Regions from separate parts of the Zea mays genome. Here region 2 is linked to region 1. The links are chromatin contacts, called in public Hi-C maps. All regions are on one chromosome and are shown on one strand. Each heading gives the region's core, a stretch centred on a gene start, on an enhancer-like site or on the middle of the called end of the contact. The rest is flanking DNA. Distances are from core to core; before and after follow the strand shown. Region 1 holds the start of LOC100382098 (exocyst subunit exo70 family protein D1). Region 2 holds the start of LOC100193014 (histone2b 2).

What was found. Hi-C and Micro-C count contacts between places; a contact is called where the count stands out from the background.
Region 2: a contact with region 1 is called in a Hi-C map of tassel, with 4 times the contacts expected there. The contact joins the promoter of LOC100193014 here to the promoter of LOC100382098 in region 1. A contact is called at or near these places in 2 of 25 Hi-C or Micro-C datasets (endosperm and tassel).

What each region holds. Positions count from the first base shown.
Region 1 is chr4:65,632,618-65,639,629 of Zm-B73-REFERENCE-NAM-5.0, reverse strand. LOC100382098 (exocyst subunit exo70 family protein D1) reads right to left here and starts at 2,331. Exons shown (of 1, transcript NM_001174859.1): 1 at 1-2,331. The coding sequence starts at 2,195. The coding sequence ends at 315. It overlaps LOC100286273, which reads right to left and starts at 6,301. Exons shown (of 1, transcript NM_001159160.1): 1 at 5,579-6,301. The coding sequence starts at 6,210. The coding sequence ends at 5,803.
Region 2 is chr4:65,865,917-65,872,043 of Zm-B73-REFERENCE-NAM-5.0, reverse strand. LOC100193014 (histone2b 2) reads left to right here and starts at 3,657. Exons shown (of 1, transcript NM_001138182.1): 1 at 3,657-4,424. The coding sequence starts at 3,738. The coding sequence ends at 4,190.

The DNA.
Region 1 (7,012 bases), core at 1,082-3,581:
TTGTTCCAACTATCCACGTTACTGAAAAAATTTCCTATATGGACATGCTACTTGCAAGATCTATATAACATCTTTGATTGAAGCCAAATGAACAACTTCTCTTACGGAGTAGGAACCACTGTGCCGATTGACAGCTTCAGAAAGACCCCCAAAATATATTCATATTTGCCATCTTTGATTGAAGATCACCAAATTTATACTCACATCTATCAGGACAGAAGAAATCGAGCCCAAATACCAGCACCAGCTTCCTCGTGAAGAATAAAAGAATAAATAGCAACAACAGCTAGTTGAATACCTGATGTACAGGACCTTCACCCATGTGATCTCCTCCTGTGATGCGGGGAAGGAGGAACGCCCTCAAAGAAATCACCCACAGCTATCTCAAGGTCCTCAACAGAGTACTTAATGTACAGCTCTGGATGCTTCCCATTCTCTATATGATGCCGAAACCTGCCAAGGAATGACTGGTATGCTGGCAGCAGCTTCTCAGCAATCGAGATCCTGAGCTCCTCCCTCAGCTGGTTGTCTGGCACGCACCACCCTGACTGCACCCTATGCGCGTCCTCAAATGCAGCGTTGAAGGACTTGAACCGCTCCCGCAGTGCCGACTTGGATATCCCTGACGAAAAGCCACCACTTACATGGAGCCCCTCATCACGCAAACAATTCAGGATCTTCAACCATGAGGCCTGCTGGTAGTTTGTGGCCGCCATTGTGAACTTGCCAGTAAGCCGTTTCAGGTAATCATCAGCTATCATGCCCCAGAGATCTGGCGAATCTTTCACCTTGTGAACGATGTAGTGCACATTGTTCATCATGAACAGATGCGAGAGAGCTGGATCCTTGTAGAGTGTTGCCTTGCCCTCCAGGTTGTGTTCAAGAATAACAATGATCCAGACAATGTGAGAGGCAAGTGGTAACTGGTTCTCAAGCTCGGGGAGCTCGAGGTCAGCTAAGGACGGCACGAGCTCATTGCCCTCAGCAGCAAGACGAGCGCTAGCTGATGGACGCGATACGATCAGCTCGGATAGCGTGGCCTTGTAGTCGCAAATGAGGCTGCTATAGTTCATCACATACCGAGTGAGCGGGTGGACGGTACCGCCAGGCACTGCGGTCTTGGGCGGGTCGTGGAGCACGGCGTTCTCGAACTCCGAGAATATCCCTCTCACGGCATCGGCGAGGCGCGACCGGATCTCAACGGCCTGCACGTATATGGACTCCGCGACCTTGGAGGCGGCGAAGATGTCGGAGACGTCGGGTAGGAGGTCCGAGAGCGCGTCGTGGAGGTCTATGATCTTGAAGAGCTTCTCGGGGGAGCGGCGATCGATGCTGATGGCCTCGGCGAAGCCGAAGAGCTGCAGCGCGGCGCCCTTGACGGCCTCGGCGAAGGGGGTGTCGTGCGTGGCGGGCGCTGAGGCGGCGGAGATGGGAAGGTCGTGGAAGATGTGGAAGCAGAGGCGGCGCTCGCTGGCGAAGACGCCGCGGACGGCGGCGCGGGCGGCGCGGATCCACCGGCGGATCTTGGCCTCGAGCGCGTCCCACTCGAGGCGCTGGACGTCACCGATGCTGAGGCGCTCGACGCCGAGCCGGCGCAGGGAGGCGTCGACAGAGGGCTTGCGGACGGACGCGTACACCTGCGCGCACTCGCGGCCGTGCTCGGCGGCGGCCATGCGGGACGCGATGGCGCGGAGGTCCGCAACGGCGTCGTCGGGCAGCAGGTCGATCTCGCGGATGCTCCGGAGCGAGCGGTAGGCGGTGCTGCGGCGGCCAATGGAGGAGGACACGGAGTCGTCCTCGTCGGCGGCGGAGAGGTCGGCGGAGGAGGCCGAGTTGGACCGGTCGCCGTTGATGGAGAGCGAGCTAAGGTCCGCGAGCGCCTCGATCTCGTGGTCGAGGGCGCGCGACGACAGCACGTGGCGGAACTCGTCCTCGAGCCGTGTCATAGCGACCAGCACGGCGCCGCTCCTCGCCGCCGAAGACGACGAGAGGCGGCGCGGGCTGCCCACGACCGCGGGCGATGGCGGCGCGAGCCGGCGCAGGTCGTCGACGGCGCGGAGGAACCGGTCGGCCTCGGCACGGTTTCCGCCGCCGTCGAACAGCATCGGCTCGTCCGTGCCACCGCACGCCAAGGACGAGTCCCACCGCATCACCACCCGCTCCGCCGCCTCCAGCTCCGCGGCCGATCCGTCCATGGCTGGCAAGTTTAGTTGACTCCTCGCCTCCACCGCCTCCTCTTCCTCGATCCGAAGCTGACCTGTCTGGGTCTGCCGCGTCGGCGCGAATCCGGCAAGCCGCTCGTGTGGGCCGCGCGATGGCGCACAGGGCTGCTGGGACAGAGGGCGGAACTGATATAGAAGTGGAGGAGGCGAGGCGACCTGGCTCCACTATGTACTGCTGCTCTGCTCCGGTCGCGCGAGAGCGAGACAGGCAAGCCTCGCTTCGGGCCTTCGGTTCTCCGTGCTCGCGGTGATTGTGAGCTTCTTTTTGTTTGGACTCGCGGTGACCCAGGAAGGGAGAGCTACGACCTACGACTACGAGGAACCAACACGGCTTCTCTTTTTTTCTTTTATAAAAAATAACTTATTTCATTATTTACTACTCTCTTCATCCTAATCCTAATTACTATAAGACTATCTCCAATAAACTCCCCATCTCACTTCTGATCTCACTCTCTATTTCAAACTCTTCAATACAAATAGTGCATATATAGTGCAGAACAGTGTTATAAACGTCCGCATGCACGACCTTGTTGGAATTGGCCTAATGCATAACCACCTCTTTTTCAAAGACCAAGAAATATATTTGATTCTCTCTATCAATATTAGCACTATTACATCGATGCATGTACGTTTGGAGAGATCACATCTTATATTATTGGACAAGAACAAAAATTGGTTACGCTTTATATTATAAGACGGAGTAAATAGTTAGATCACCCTACAATGCTGCGATTGCTATGTAAATCTCTACTCCTATAAAGCACGAGTTTCGTGTGTCGTCGTCATGCGCGACGATTATTCCCTTCTCTAGGTAAGGGTTATCTCACCAACTAATCTCGCTATAAATCGCTCTTGTTCCCATCGTTCATATCTCTTCGCGCATATGATTATTCCCCTCACCCTATATAAGGCTTATCTAACCAGAGACACCTACTAATCCCGCTATAATTCTCGGCCCCACTGTGACAGGAGCCTCCCACACTTCCTCCGACTTGAGGTACATATGTGGACGTAGTCGTTCCCATCTCCCCTTCCCAACCCCCACCCGGCGCCTAGATCTAAATTACTTCGTTTTTTGTGTGGTTGTACAGTAACAGCCGTCGCGAGACATGCTACGACCGATGACGCTTCCACCCGCGTATCTCGGGCGCCACCATCCACAGGCTCAACTCCAACCACCACGCACCGTGTGGGTGCCGCGCACTCCTAGACTTGTGTGGCATGTGGGGATACAACTATAGTCGCATGGCGCAATGCATCCCAATCTCAAGGCCTGACAGGTACTCCACCTCCGGCAGCGAGGCAGAGGATCCGAACACGCACGAGGTCACGGACATCACAGAGCCTATCGACGAGGGAGTGGACGACGATGACTCAGGGGGTAGCGAGAGCGAGGTGGAGGGGTTCATGTTGGACTTGGCATACGACAACAACGATGGTGACAAGGAAGGCAGAGAAGAGGGAGGGAAATAACGAGGCAGGATTTCGCTATGGGTAGTTGGAGCTTCGTCTTGGGGAAGGTACATTCGCCAGGTGCTCGTGGAAATATAGTAAAGTGCCCGCTTATTTTACCTAGGTGCTAGGGTAGACGGAAGGTTTAAGTTACGATGATGATGTGTTTTTAAATATTTGATACGTACATAGACATGGTGCGATGATGGGTGTCATGGTGCTTGGCGTGGACACCATAAGCAGAGCGAGTGGAGGCATCGTGCATGGTGGGAGAGGAATCTTCTGGAAGGTGTTGCTAGTTGTAGAAGTAGATCTAGGCATCATACTCATTATGCTGTTTCTCATGCGCCTAAGACTAGGAATGCATCACATTCTATTTCATATTCTACTATTGATGCTTTCTATGTGTTTTATTGCAAAAATGCCTGAGTTGTTACTTCCGATGTGGGACCTAAATGCAAGAAGGGTAAGACTTGCATTTGTGTACAAAAATCTTATTAACTAATGTGACAGGACTCAACACTAGTTGGACACCAAAAACCTAAGCCTAAATTCACGTTCATATTTATGTATCCAGAGACTTAAGTTAGGTTATTGATAGCGAGTGCATAAAAACCTTAAGCCTAAATTCAGTGATGCATGCATGAATCAGTTCATGGATGCATTACCGAAGTGAGTAGCAGTCACAGTCGATGAACTGAACTTAAATTTTGGCAATTGCAAGCCAAGAAAAATATAATTTATTTTGCTCGTAGACAAGGTTCTAGGATACTTTTTTCTAAAAAATTCCGGAGTCCACCGAACTAGTAACACCTAGCAGACATAAAACTCGTAGCAGACAAATTAGGTCCTGTTTGTTTTGGATTATAATCTGTACAGATTATATAATCCAGTGCAAATAATTCAGCAGGTAAACAAACATCTAGATTAAAGGTTCAGATTATATAATCTAAAGTCTAGATTATGATAATCTCATAATCTTTTTAAGAGTAGCTTATTTGAGATTATTTTGGCAAAAGATCCACTACCTATGGTTATGTAAATAGAAATTACAATATATGTCATCTTTCTTTGCTCACCTCAAATAAATAAACAAGGGTACTGTTATCTTTGTGAATAATCTACATTTGTATAATCTAGACTACCAAACAACTATATACAGATTATAATTTATAATTTATCTAAATTATAATCTGGATTATATAATTTAGATTATAATCCAGATTATATAATCTGAAACAAACATACCCTAATAGGGGAGGGTGTGCTAGCACAGAACAAACATACATGAAGTAGAAGAAGGCGCTGCGTGGCTTCTTGTACGCGGGGTCGCCCATCCCCGCCAGCTGCTCCATCCAGCAGGGGCATATTTCGCTTCTATTGGTCGGATGCTTTTAGTAGAAGCTGTAAAATAGTCTTACGAAGTGTTTAAATGTATTATAACTAATAATTAGTTAGCTAAAAATTATTACTATCAAATAAATAGATACCTAACTATTAACTAATTTAATAAAAATAGTTAATAGTTGAACTATTAGTTAGAATATTTGATGTCTTTAACTAATTTTAGCCACTAACTATTATTTATAGTGTATTCAACATTCCTTTAGAAGTTAATAAATATCTCTTTCACGGAGAAACCACATCGTATTTGTCAATCCTACGAAATAGAGAACTTTCTCTTGGTTAATTTTGACTTGTTGCCGGAAACTAACTCGGTTTACTCGTTTTTTTCTCTAGTTGGTGTGGCGGTGTTCTAGAGCCCCACTCTGTTTCGCTTTCTACATCGCTTCCACGATCATGCTGACCTGCATGTAGCTGTGAAAACCGGAAACCACAAGCTTTAATTTACCGGATAAAAACAAGAGCGCCAGTCGAAGAACAATGCAGATATTATCGAAGAGTTGTATTGGGAGAATAATTTGTTTTTCTTTCTCTCTGTTTCAGCGTACATAGAAGCACTCGTCCAGATTCCAGAGACCTTATTATTAAGTGAAGTGACGAAAAAAATAAAATAAAACTATACCAATGCCAATCGAACCAAAATCAAACCAACGAGCCAAAGCAACACAGCGTTCATGAGCTGCAACAATGCTTCGTCTACTCTATCTACCATCGGAATCGCAGTTCAGCAGGCGTAGTAGTCGACGAGCTCGTCGAGGGACTCCGGCTGCGGGTCGGCGTGCTCCAGCATCCAGAGGAGGTGCTCGAAGAGGACGACCTCGCAGCCGACGATGACGGTACCCGCGGGACCCCCGGCGCCGCCGGCGCGGTGGACGAGGGTCTGGAACAGCGGGTGGCCCACGAGCTCCTGCGCGACGAGGTACCGGCGGCGCGACCTGCCGACGTACACCGCGTGCAGGCCCTTGGGCGCCTCGTCCGCGCCGTGGAACGACGCGCCGCGCGCGTTGCCGGAGGTGGCGGCGACGGCGTCGGCGTGAGCCGGTGGCGACGGGGCGCGGGAGACGATGCGGCTCGACGAGTGCCACCTCCTCTTGACCATGCACCGGAGTTTGCTCAGCCCGCCCTTAGCCATGGCTGCTGCCTCTCTCCTTCGGTCGGACTCGGACCTCGGACGGGGGGAGGGCTACCGGCTAACACAGCCGACGCGCGCGGGATTGAAGAATGGTAGAGCAGGGGAGGCGAAGAGTGGCTATATATAATGTAGGGGATACTCGGGTGAGTGGGGGAGGCGACGTGGGGACCGCATGTCGGCCGGAGGTCGAAAGCCCAGCCGCTGCCGCTGGGTAGCCGAACAGCTGCAGCGGCAGCTGGCGGCGGGGGCGTTTTGTCCGGAGCTGCTGGGCTCTAGCGTGCATGCGTCGTCTCTGCCCGCCATCCGGTGGGCTGCGGCGCCGGGGAGCAGAGACATGTTGGCCGGATTCTTCTGCTGCCGCACACTGCAACTGCAAGGCACGGAGGATTTCCATGACTAGTTGGCTGGGTCTTAGCATGCGTCCGACGTCGTGAGATCGTTGTTTGTGAATAATTACCATGAAAAACTACTGCTCCCGTCCAAAAAGGCGCCGCGAACCTATGCTCGTCTGGAGTCTGGACCCAAATTTAATTGCGTGCTACTATAGATGTCCAAACGGGCCGCCCGGCCCGGTCCGGCCCAGGCCCGGTGAAGCCCGGCCCGCCAGGCACGATTAAAAAACCGGGCCGGGCCGGCTAAGCACGAGGGCACAATTCCTTGTCCGAGCCCGGCCCGCAACGGGCCTAAACGGGCCGGGCCGGCCCGTTTAGCACGAAAAAAGCGGGCCGAAAAACACGTTTTAGTGTAAAAAAAGCGGGCTTAACGGGCTTAGAGCTAAACGGGCCGTGCCGGGCTAGCCCAC
Region 2 (6,127 bases), core at 2,408-4,907, 230 kb before region 1:
TGGTGGAAAGGCTAAATTGGATTTCATATTGTGAAGTCAACGGTGCTCACTTAATCGTGAGGGTCTTGGATATGTTCCCAAGAAAGGAAAGAATGCTTTTGTAAAGCAAAAGACATTGTTTGTGAAAGAATGTGACAAAATGTGTCACAAGTGTCAGAAGAAGGGACATATCAAGAAGAATTGTCCTAAGCTCAAGAATGTATCCTCCACTTGTTTTGAGCATTGTTATGTTCTTTCTCATAATGCAAAAGGTGTTCATGCTAAATTTGTTGGTACTTCAATTGTTGGCAACAAGAAGAAAGCTATTTGGGTGCCAAAGACCTTGGTCACTAACATCCAAGGACCCAAGCGAGTTTGGGTACCTAAAAGAGATTGATTTCCTTTTGTAGGTGAACTACAAGGCATGAGTGAATCATTGGGTGTTGGATAGTGGATGCACTCAACACATGACCGGAGATATGAAAATGCTCACCCAAATGAGTGAGGAAGATTGCTCAAGTTATGATAGTATCACATTTGGAGATAATCGCAAAGGAAAGGTTAAAGGCTTGGGTAAAATTGCTATTTCAAATGATCACTCCATATCAAATGTGCTTTTGGTTGAGTCTTTGAATTTTAATTTACTATCCGTAGCTCAATTATGTGATTTAGGATTTAGTTGCAATTTCACCGTTGATGATGTTATTATCTCTAGTGTTGATGGTAGCAATCTTAAGTTTAAAGGTTTTAGATATGAAAATCTTTACCTTGTTGATTTCTCATCTAGTGAGGCAAAGCTCACACCTTGCTTATTCTCAAAGGCTTCACTAGGTTGGTTATGGCATAGAAGACTTGGTCATGTTGGAATGAAGCAACTCAATCGTTTAACCAAACATGATTTAGTCCGTGGCTTGAAAGATGTGAAATTTGAGAAGAACAAATTGTGTAGCTCTTGTCAAACCAGGAAGCAAGTGGCAAATACTCATCCAAATAAAAGTCAAATGTCTACTCATCGACCTTTGGAATTACTTCACATGGATTTATTTGGGCCAACATCGTTTGTGAGTATCGGCGGTAATTCCTATTGCCTTGTGATTGTTGATGATTATTCTAGATTCACTTGGGTTTACTTTCTTCGGGATAAATCTAATATGTTTGAAACATTCAAATCATTTGCTATATTGGCTCAAAACCAATTTGATTTTGATATCAAGAAAGTTAGAAATGATAATGGGTCGGAATTCAAAAATGCTAGAATTGATGAATATTGTGATGACAAGGGTATTAAACATGAATTTTCTTCCAAATATACTCCGGAACAAAATGGTATTGTTGAAAGAAAGAATAGGACTCTCATTGATATGGCTAGGTCTATGTTAGCCGAATATAATGTGTCGGATTCTTATTGGGCCGAAGCAATAAACACCGTATGTCACTCATCAAATAGGCTATATTGTCACAAGCTTTTGAAGAAAACTCCCTATGAATTGCTCATTGGTAGAAAGCCAGATATCTCATATTTCAGAGTATTCGGTTGCAAATGCTATATTTTGAGAAAGGGAAACCGACTCTCTAAATTTGAGAAGAAAATGTGATGAGGGTTTTCTACTTGGATATTCATCAAATAATAAGGCTTATAGAGTTTTTAACAATACTCATGGTATTATTGAAGAAGCATATGATGTTGAGTTTGATGAAACTAATGGGTCTCAAGATGAAAGCAATAATCTTGATGATGTTGGTGAAACTCAATTAAAAAATACTATGAAAACAATGGCCATTGGTGAAATAAAGCCAAAGGAAGATGATGATAAAAATAGTGTGGTTGTCATTCCATCCTCTTCAACCCTAAATGAAGAAAATCACCAAAGCCAACAGAATGATGAAATAATGGATACTCATGATCAAGATACTTCGAGTCACTCGGTTCCTCCTGTTCCTTCAACTAGCAATTATCAAACAGTATCAAGAATTCATCATTCTATTGTGAAGGATCACCCGGTTGATCAAATTGTGGGTGATATTAGTAAGGGTGTTCAAACTCACTCTTGTATAGCTTCATTTTGTGAACATTTCTCTTTTGTATCTTGTATGGAACCTAACCGTGTAGATGAAGCTCTACTTGATGTTGATTGGGTGAATGTAATGCATGAAGAATTAAATAACTTCACTCGAAATGAAGTTTGGGAACTTGTTGAGAGACCAAAGAACCACAACGTTATTGGTACAAAATGGGTGCTTCGCAACAAGCACAATGAAGATGGATTAGTAGTAAGAAACAAGGCAAGATTAGTTGCACAAGGGTATACTCAAATAGAGGGATTGGATTTTGGTGAGACATTTGCTCCCGTGACATGATTGGAAGCAATCCAGATCCTTCTTGCTTATGCTTGTGCTCATAATATCAAACTCTACCAAATGGATGTAAAGAGTGTCTTTCTAAATGGTAAGATTAGTGAACTAGTGTATGTTGAACAACCTCCCAGTTTTGAGGACCCCAAAAGTCCTAACCACGTGTACAAGCTTTCTAAAGCTCTATATGGGCTTAAGCAAGCCCCACACGCTTGGTATGAAAGGCTTAGAGATTTATTGCTTTTCAAAGACTTTAAAATTGGGAAGGTTGACACTACCCTATTCACTAAAAAAATTGGCAAAGATTTGTTTGTTTGTCAAATTTATATTGATGATATTATTTTTGGATCTATTAATGAATTGTTTTGTGAGTAATTTGGAAAAATGATGTCAAAAGAATTTGAAATGTCTATGATAGGAGAATTGAGCTTCTTCCTTGGTCTTCAAATCAAACAACTGAAAGATGAAATCTTTATAAGTCAATCAAAATATTTGAAGGATATGCTCAAGAAGTTTGGTTTAGAGAATGCAAAGTCTATCAAGACTCCTATGGCAACAAATGACTATCTAGACTTAGATGAGGGAGGTACTATGGTTGATCAAAAACTTTTTCGCTCAATAATTGGTAGTTTGCTTTATATTACCGTATCTAAGCCTGATGTTATGTTTAGTGTTTACATGTGTGCTCGATTTCAAGCTTCCCCTAGAGAGATTTACTTGAAGGCCGCAAAAAGAATTCTAAGAACTCCAAATCTTATAAAAATTCTCCAAATCCAAACAAGTCACAAAATCTATTTTATTGCATCGTAAAAAAAGTCATAAACAATTCAAAAAATTGCAGTCCAAATCTAGCCTCCTTTACGACAAAGAAAAAGTAAAGAAAATTTGCAGGATTAAAAATCCTATAGAAAATTTTACTATATGACTCTTTGAAACAAAGGATTGAGTATCCAAATCCTATAATTTTTTTTGTGGAATATAGAGAGATTTTGGAGGATTTTTGTCTTGATTTTTTATGAAATTGCAAGTATTATACAATCATATTCATATGGTTTTCCTAAGCGCTGCGCAGCGTGGCAAGCCTGCAGAATTTCAAATTGGCAACGGCGCGCCGGCGGAAAAGCATTTCATTTCCCTCCGTCTTCTCCCGCCCCCTCTCTCCACCATGTCAGCGATCCGCGTGAGAAGCGCATCTCGACCGTCCGTGCGAAGAAGCACCAACGTTCCACACCGTTTGAAGCCAGCGATCCGCGGCACCTGCCTCTCCACCAATCACGCTCACCTCTCCCGTCCTATAATAAGCGCATCGCCCCAAGCCACCATCCCCAACTACGGTAACTCGTCTGCTCGCATTTCCTCCCAATCCATCCCGCCTCCAAACCCGAACTCCAAGTCGCCCCGCATCGATGGCGCCCAAGGCCGAGAAGAAGCCCGCGGCGAAGAAGCCGGCGGAGGAGGAGCCCGCTGCCGAGAAGGCGCCGGCCGGGAAGAAGCCCAAGGCGGAGAAGCGTGTCCCAGCAGGCAAGTCCGCCGGCAAGGAGGGCGGCGAGGGAAAGAGGGGCCGGAAGAAGGGCAAGAAGAGCGTGGAGACCTACAAGATCTACATCTTCAAGGTGCTGAAGCAGGTGCACCCGGACATCGGCATCTCCTCTAAGGCCATGTCCATCATGAACTCCTTCATCAACGACATCTTCGAGAAGCTCGCCGCCGAGGCCGCCAAGCTCGCGCGGTACAACAAGAAGCCCACCATCACCTCCCGTGAGATCCAGACCTCCGTGCGCCTCGTCCTCCCCGGGGAGCTCGCCAAGCACGCCGTCTCCGAGGGCACCAAGGCCGTCACCAAGTTCACCTCGTCCTAGGCTGCGTGGCCTCCGCTTGCAGGCTTCCCTCGTATGTTCGCGTGTCTTGCTGTAGTTAGGTGCTGCTGTGTCTGGTCTCCTCCGGTAGCAACTGTTATCTGATGGAACAGTAACAATGCTTATTGAATCCAGCTAGTTGCTTATTTGTGGATCCTCTCTCTTTGTTGTTGGCCACCTTTATCTCGTGATGTTTGTGTGCATGTGAATACTCTGAATGTGCATTTCGAAGTTTGAGAAGTTACGACGCGTTACTGCCATTCCTGTGAATGTTTCGGTTGTGCACTTGTAGAATTTGGGGTAATTTCTAATTCGCGATCGAACATGTTTTGAGAAGTTATATAGTAATTTGCAGGCTGTAAATTGCTCTAATGTAGGCCGGGTTGTTTGTCGTGGCTTCAAATTTCCTTCCTGTTAACCCGGTCATGCTATATGTTTCCAAATGAAATTTCCACTTCATGCTAGTCGCTTAGCACTGGGTGGCGCAGAGTACTAGCTGCATCTCATTCAAATTCTCGGTGACCCTGTCTCCATTACTGTATCTTGTGTTTAACGAATTTTGTATTGATAAAACGGTAGCTGAATCACCTAATTTCTAACAACTTTGCCCTTTTTATTTATCACCGAATTTTGTAGTGATAAAACGGTAGCTAAATCTCAGTACTTTGATTTAATTCCATACTCAATTTCTTGTTCGTTGTCGTTGTGCTATCATTAGTAGGCATGGTGGTTGGTGATTTCGGAGATGTGATGCTCATGTGGTGAAGAGCGAATGATTTCTGTGGCCAATTCCTTCTGTACCCGTTGGTAACGTTACAGCTAAAATATCAGCACTATTGAAGGATACAGTATTTAACATTGCTGTTCTATTTTTTTTGAGTATTTTGAATCCAATGAACTCACCAATAAATTTCTTAACGTTTTTGTATTTTTTCCTTGAATTTCAGGTCGTTCGAATCTGAACATATTGATGTGCTGCATACTCTTCTGGAGCACCATTTGATTTTGATCCTCTCCGATGGCGTTATTACACAGAACGCTATGCTGCATGCCTCAACCATCTGGTCAAGGAAACCCCCACCTCCGCAAGGGCGCACCATTGTCTGCCTCCGCAAGGGCGCAATGTTCGGTACCCCAGGTGCCCATAGTTCCTTACTTTTCTGAAATTGGATCCTTGATCTTTGCAGTTTCTTCTCTTTAACCACTTTATTATTTTTTAGATTTATTTATTTGTGTTACGTTACGTGCTAATTTCTCTGACTGCCACTGTGCCACAGATGCTAGGGTCCAACACAATCCTCTTTTTGTTCGGTGCAACTATGCTTACCAATAGTTTTCATACAGATACAGGAGTAATCACTAACCACTGATAGGCTGGCTATGCTTTACAACTTCATCAGTCTATGGGCAATCTTTTTTTCTTTTTCTCATTTTGGGTTCCTTCTTGTTTATTAACAATCATTGGGGTCAAGAATGCTGCCACAACATGTGACTTATTAGAGTATCTCAAACAAGGTGACCTAAAAAAATGCCCTATAAATTAAAAATACTGATGTTTTAAATAATTTAGGTCACCATAAAAAGGTTGAACTTCAGCAGTAAAGCCTCAAACGAGATAAATAACTGAAACCGGGTGACTTTCTCCCGCCATCATCATATCACGCGCCTAATTTTCTCCCCCACGCAAACCTTTCCCCCCTGCGCCAGCACAACAAATTAGCACATAAGCGTGAGAAACAAATATGATTAAAGTATCAGAAACAAATATGATTCAAGTACCAGAAACAAAATATGATCGAAGATCCAAAAACAGAATTCAATGCGTTAGGCCATGTAAGGTGAGGGGCGGCGGCCAATGGCCGGTCAGCAGTGACAGACCCAGAATTTGGCCAAGGTTCTGGCCGAAGCGACCATAAACTCTAATAATAGCATATAAAGAA